2 separate regions of the Mus musculus genome follow, and region 1 is linked to region 2. The links are chromatin contacts, called in public HiChIP or PLAC-seq maps. All regions are on one chromosome and are shown on one strand. Each heading gives the region's core, a stretch centred on a gene start, on an enhancer-like site or on the middle of the called end of the contact. The rest is flanking DNA. Distances are from core to core; before and after follow the strand shown.

Evidence for each region. HiChIP or PLAC-seq counts read pairs in DNA pulled down with a chosen protein or histone mark.
Region 1: a RAD21 HiChIP or PLAC-seq map of pro-B cells shows a contact between it and region 2, with 2.6 times the contacts expected there. The contact joins the promoter of Vwa8 here to the enhancer-like site in region 2. A contact is called at or near these places in 2 of 39 promoter capture datasets (both in liver), 1 of 15 datasets of contacts at CTCF or cohesin (pro-B cells), 5 of 484 Hi-C or Micro-C datasets (CD4 T cells, bone marrow-derived macrophages, cerebral cortex and 2 more), 3 of 115 datasets of contacts at active chromatin or transcription factors (CD8 T cells, bone marrow-derived macrophages and embryonic stem cells) and 2 of 9 other capture datasets (liver and pancreatic islet).

Annotation. Positions count from the first base shown.
Region 1 is chr14:78,847,774-78,851,071 of GRCm38.p6, forward strand. It overlaps Vwa8 (von Willebrand factor A domain containing 8), which reads left to right and starts at 1,405. Exons shown (of 45, transcript NM_027906.1): 1 at 1,405-1,670. The coding sequence starts at 1,511.
Region 2 is chr14:78,799,744-78,802,820 of GRCm38.p6, forward strand. No RefSeq gene overlaps it. Among named protein-coding and RNA genes, the nearest start is that of Vwa8, 48 kb to the right of the region's middle. Within about 2 kb of position 1,703, at least 38 of the 459 cell types and tissues checked have an H3K27ac peak or open chromatin away from gene starts, as enhancers often do. A contact at or near this core is called in pro-B cells, where this site is marked.

The DNA.
Region 1 (3,298 bases), core at 155-2,654, 48 kb after region 2:
GGGTGGAGAAGGTGCATTATAGATGTGAGGGAGAAAACACAGAGGCAGAGGCATCTATCTGGCAGGGTTCAGAGTGAAAATGAACACCTGAGTGAGGGTGGTGTGTGTGTGTGTGTGTGTGTGTGTGTGTAGAGGGGAAGCTGGGAGAGGAGAGAGCCAGGATCCAGGAAGCCAGACCAGGAGACCAAAAGAGGACCAGAGTAGTCAAAGAGGCTGGATTGTAGATGGAAGAGCAGCTTGGGGGAAAGATAGTACTGCCTCTGGGTTGGAGAGTTCAGAGTAGGGGACTGAGTGCCTCTACCAGGAGGATCCTGTAACAGGTGGGAATGGAGAGATAGGAGGAGGATCTAGTGGCTAGTACCAGCTTTGATGTGTTAACAGGGACCTCTGTTAGCTTTTATCTGTTAACTGGCACCTCCTATAGCTGGTTGTCTCAGATTTGAGGCCTAACAGGTGTGGTTGTGAAATAGTGAGAATCTATCCATGTAATAATTATGCTGTTTTGACATCTTTAATGTTCACTCCTTTATTTTCGATTTCTCCAAACTAGTTTAAATTATTTCTCTGCCACCTCCATTTACTTCTAAGTTTAGTTCCTCGGGAAGTTTAAGTGCCTGGGAGGTGGGTGCTTAATATGGATGTAAGATACAGGTAGGTCTAGAATTGGCAAGGCCATTCTCTGAGAGCCAGGCCTGCATCTTGTTTGTTTGATTTCATTGTGCAGAACTTCATTAAAACTTTTTGCTTTGGTTAATTCACTCTTGACATTTTGGGGAGGCAGCCTAATTACATTAGACTTTGTTTGCTTTATGGAAGACTGCTGCTGCTTTTGGAATGCATGGTAGGGAGGGAGCCTTAGTCAAGTGTCCTACTTTTTCCTCACTAAAGACATAAATTATGTTTATATAACCCTTGCCTTGTAGCCTGACTGGATCCTTCTGGTAGTTGAACGTTTTTTCATTCACCATTATAGTGTAACATTTCCTCTTGCAGTTTAGAAGATGATAAAACAGGAGCGGCAAAGGAAGGCTAAACTGAAGCTTTCAATGCCTGTGGTGTGGAAACCCTGGGAAGATGACAACGAATTAAAATAGGTGAAGTTCCAGAATCTCTTGAATATTTTCTCCATTCTGAAAAAAGATCCGAAGCAGTATCGAGGGGAAAGCCCACAGTGCATCATAACACAGTAGGCTAGCAGCCAAGAAAGAAACAGGGCATACGCTCAACTGTGCTAAAGGTCTTTGGCATCTCCCCAGCTCCGGGCGTCCCTGGGGCGACCACGCCTGGGGCGGCGCGCCGGGCTCCGGTAGCCGATCCTACCGGCTGGCGCTCGGCCTGCCCTCCGCCCCGGGCCGGGCCCATCCCGCAGAGCCCGGCGAGCCGGGGGAAGGAGTTTCCGGCGGACCCGCCTCCCTGCCGCTTCCTGTCCCGCTCGCCGATCGCCTCCTGCCCGGTCCAGGGACTGTGCTTGTCCGAAGCCCCTGGAGGTCCCACGCATGCCTCCTGCACCATGCAGTCACGCCTCCTCCTCCTAGGAGCCCCGGGCGGCCTTGGGGACGTGGCCTCCCGGCGAGTGCGGCTGCTCTTGCGGCAGGTGTTGCGGGGCAGGCCGGGCGGGGACCAGCAGCGGCTGGAGGTCAGGCTGCTGCACTCTGGGGCGACCGACTCAGGTAACTGGGCCCTCCGCCTTCGCTGCCGCTGCCCTCGCTGCTTTGTGATGTGGGGCAAGGCGCTGGCGCCCCCTGGGCTCCACTCTGAAACCTTAGGGGTCCGGACTAAGGTCTCTGATGCCTAGGAACACAGTTTTCTCCCACTGGAGATTTTTGTACAAGAATCCTCACGTAGACTCTAGGACACTGAGAGGTTTATGCTGCAGCCTTTGGGGGCTGTTAAGACTCGTGCTTGACCTTGACCTTTGACTCCCGAGGGCTTGGTTTTGTGTCATGAGCCAAGTAGGGCTCGTGATGGCATAGACACGTGTACAATCTTGCTGGAGAACCTGTGCCCATGTTCCTTCCCAATTTTAACAGAAGACTCGGTTTCAAGCACTCTTAGAACTGAAAGTCATCGCTTTAGTTAAAACCCTATACTATAGTCGGAATGAATGAGTCCCAAAAAAGAGGGAAACAAAAAAAAAAAGTGCCTCGCTGAGGATCACAAGGTGAAATTGCGATTCAAAACTTGCCTGTCCTCGATTATAGCTTCTAGAGCATGTACTTGCTTTCCACTCTGTTACTCAGTTTTCATCTGCGTGACAACATTAAAACACACACACACACACACACACACACACACACACACACACACACACACACAGAGCAGCCTAAAACAAGGGAAGATTTCTTGGCTGGAAGTTACAGATGTTTCAGTGTATGCTTAATACTTTAATCACTGTGGCCTGTGGTGAGGCAGAAATTCGTGATGACAAGAGGACTTAGCAGAGGGAAGCTGCTCTCTCAGGGAGGCAGAGAGAGAGGAATCGGGGATAAGACCTACTTTTCAAAGAATCTACTTTGTCTCACTAGGTTCACCTCCTTGTGTGTGTCATCTCCAGATAGTATCATCTCATCTAATAAATCCATCATTTCACCAGTCCAGATGATAATACACTCTTATCAGAGAAGGCAGATGTCAAGGGTAGAATGTGGTACAATCTGACAGGCTTTGAGGTTGAGCAGTTTTGGGTAGACTCCGTTTGTTTGTTTGTTTGTTTGTTTGTTTATTTATTTATTTATTTATACTCTCTAGCTAACTATAAGAGCCATGAGTCAGCAGATAGAACATTTAATTGAAAAGAGGTTTTTAAAAAAATGAAAAAAAATTTGTTTTGTACTGATATGCCTCACTACAACAAGGGGCACTGAAACTGAGAACTTGTGTATTCACCAGAGACCTGGGCACATGTAAGAGCCCTCATGACAGAGTGAAAGATTAACTCTTGGCTATCCAGACTCCTAAGGTTAGGGCTTTCAAGGTGAGAGCGGCACAGTTGGAACCAGAGGTCATACACAGGCCACAGCCGTAGCACAGAAAGCAGCAGGCTGTGATGGATGAGTGTGGATGCTGGGAAGACTCTCAGTTGTACTCCAGCACGTGACCAGACTCCCTTTGTCCTCTGTTGTCACTGCTTCCTAGCAGTGTGACGGGAGAACAAAGTACATGAAAAACAAACTCAAGTTGTAGACTTTGCTTCTCCCGAACTGTATGCCTGTTTGTCTTGTCTGCACGGTCCTTTGGTGCCTGTCATCACTGGGTACCTAACAAGCGTTCGGTGGCTTACTGGGTCAAAGTTCATGGA
Region 2 (3,077 bases), core at 453-2,952:
TCAATGGATTTCTGTAACTGTCTATGTGGTACATTGGTGTCCATCCACATGTCTTCTCCTCTCAACTCTGCCCCCAATGCTGGTTGCTGTTTCCAGTCCCTAGAAGTCCCTCTCCATCTCCTCCTGTCCCCTCTCCCCTTCCTTGTGCCATTTCTAGTGACTGTCATCCCCTTCCTTTCTTCTATAAATGTCAGAACATGTCATTTTTTTCCATCTGAGGCATTTTTCATTTAACAGAATCATCTTTACTTCTATGCATGTTGTTGCCAATAAGAGGATTTCATTCTTCTTTAAAAAAATGTTTATTATCCTTGGTGTTCTTGGGAAGGGCGAGCGTGGGGAGTGTGGCCATGTGGACATCATGGCACCATTGTGGGGTTCAGAGAACAGCTTTCAAGAGTTGGTTCTCCTTGCCCAGGGGCTTCCAGGAATTGAACTCAGGGCATCATCAGGCTGGTACAGAATGGTTTTGATCTGCTGTACTATCTTGCTGGCCTGGATTTCATTATTCTTATGACTGAGTAGTATTTCATTGTGCAAATATATCAACCTTTCCTGTCTCCATTCATCCCTTGATGGTGGGTATTTAGACCAGCTCTGTATTTTGACTGTTGAAAGCAATGCTGTAATCAAGATGGAAGTGCAAGGATCTTTTAGGTATAAGGATCACGTCTCTTTGAGCATCGCAAGAAGTATAATTACTGGACCATACCGTAGTACTAGTTAAGTTGGTTATTGACACTGCTATGCAGCCCTAGGGGATCAGGCCGGCTCCAGACTTACAAGGAATGACAGTGATCACCTTGCTCCTACTCACAAGTGTTGGATTATAGATGTGAGTCACTGTACTTGGCCAAGTTGTCTATTCAGTTAGTTAAATCCATGTTGCTGTTTAAACAAAGATCATGAGCCATGAAAGTGGCCTGTTCTGGAACTGGGCTTCAAAGTGCAAAACATGAGAGCAACTGCTGCGTGAGCCTATCTAATGAGACAACACAGCAGGTGCCACTGTCGTGCCTAGTCATGCATAATGGGGGGGGCTCTATTTTCCCTTGGATCAGACACAAAACTCATTCCACTTGTGGCAGGATGACCGCTAAGGGCCAAGAATCTGGTGAAGAAGTTGGAAGTGCCAGTCGGAGGTCTTCTTCTCTCTTTCTCACACACACTACTGATCTCCCTCCCTCGCTCCCCCTCCCCCTCCCTCTCCCCTGCACCCCCTCCCGCTCCTCCTTCCTTTCTCCCTCTTCCTCTTCCTCTCTCTCTCTCTCTCTCTCTCTCTCTCTCTCTCTCTCTCTCTCTCTCTCTCTGTGTGAGGGGGGTGGCAGCAGTAGCTATATGTAAATCATGAGGAAAGCATAAAGGCCAAACCTGGCAGGCTAGGAATGGCAGGGCAGGAAGATGGAGAGCCAGCCCAGGCTTCCTGCAGCTTCTCTGAGCCATGCACGAGCCCTCAACTGCTTTGCTGTCAATGTTTTGTTTTGAGACATAAGTGAAACTGTTCGCTTAAGCTATCATTCATCAGGCCTCTTCTCGTTTGCAGCTGGAGCCCAATACTCTGTCTTGATTAGGAAAGGGCAAACCTTGAAATAATAACTAGAGGGCAGGTATACCGAAAATCACACGTCTGAACATTGCTCACAAAACAGTAGGATGAACTTCCCAGAGGGCCATTTGCTCTGCGCCTAGCAAGCCTGTCGGGGTGTGTCCTAGTTTACAGTGTATAGTGCTGTGATAACCAAAAGGCAAATAACCATAACCCAAAGCAACTTGGGAAGGAGAGAAATGATCTTACAGGCTCTAATGTAGCATCAAGGCAAGCCAGAGCAGAAGAGAAGCTGGAACCCGAAACCGTGGAGGAGCACTGCTTATGGCTTGCTCCTGCTGGCTTTCTCTGCTACCTTTCCTGTACAGCCCAGGCCCACGAGCCCAGGAACAACACTGCAGTGTCTAAAGACAGCGATGACTGGGGCCAACCTGCAGGAAGCAAATTCTGTGACGTAAGAGCTGTGCTCAAAAAATAAAACTTTGGTAGTTGGAGAAGACTCATTATAGAAACAGCACTTATGCATTCAAATAGTAATAGTGTTCGGTTGTTCTGGTTTGGTTTCATATATTTATATTATTGTTGTTCTGTTTTTGTTTTGTTTTGTTGAGACAGGGTTTCTCTGTGTAACCTTGGCTGTGCTGGAACTCATTTTGTAGACCAGGCTGGCCTCGATCTCAGTGATCTACCTGTCTCTGCCTCCAGACTGCTGGGATTTAAGGTGTATACTATCACTGTCCTACTGCCCCTCCAATCTTAATCTGAAACATTAAACTCTGATATTCAAATTTCTTTCCTGACTGAAACCCTACTGAGCGCATGTTGGGTAAGTCAGAGTTGGGGAAAAATCCATAAAGACAGAAGTGACAGGAGGTACTTACTTAGCTTTCTCTAACACCAAGTTCAAGCTCAGCACACACACCCCCAAAGTGTGTCTCACATGAGGCCCTCCCCCCCACCCCCCCCCCACCCCTGTTAGTACTGCAACCAACAGTGCAGAACCTGGGTTTCTCAGATTCTCCATGTATCAGCTGCGTTAGAAGTCCTGGACTTCCAGGAAGTTGATGGATACCAGGTGTGAGAGGCGGGTCTGGGAGTAGGGGGTGGGAGAGAGATGTGTTTGCAATAGTCCATAGATAACCCTGGAGGACTGCTTGGAGTATTTGCAGAAGTCTTTGCAGGGAGCTTAAGAGAGAGCTGGATGATGCCAGGTCCATGTGTCTGAAGGAACCTGGGTAGATGCTGTTGACTCAGTCTCTAGGGCCCTAGAGAAGCATTGGTGCTCACAGCGCAAGTCATTTGTGCCTCCTCCCCCCAGCAAGGGCTCAACAGAGCTGGTGGCTAAACCAGCTGTGTGCAAAGGTGACAGGATTCAGAAAGTCACTTTCTGGTTTCTTGTGGTTTTGCTTTTGCAGAAGGAGGCATGGCAGTGTGTGCCATCTTAGGCAACGCTTTGAAAAATACAACATTTTTTAACCCTTTTGAGAATTTACACATGCATATGGCATATTTTGGTCCTATCATGCCCCAC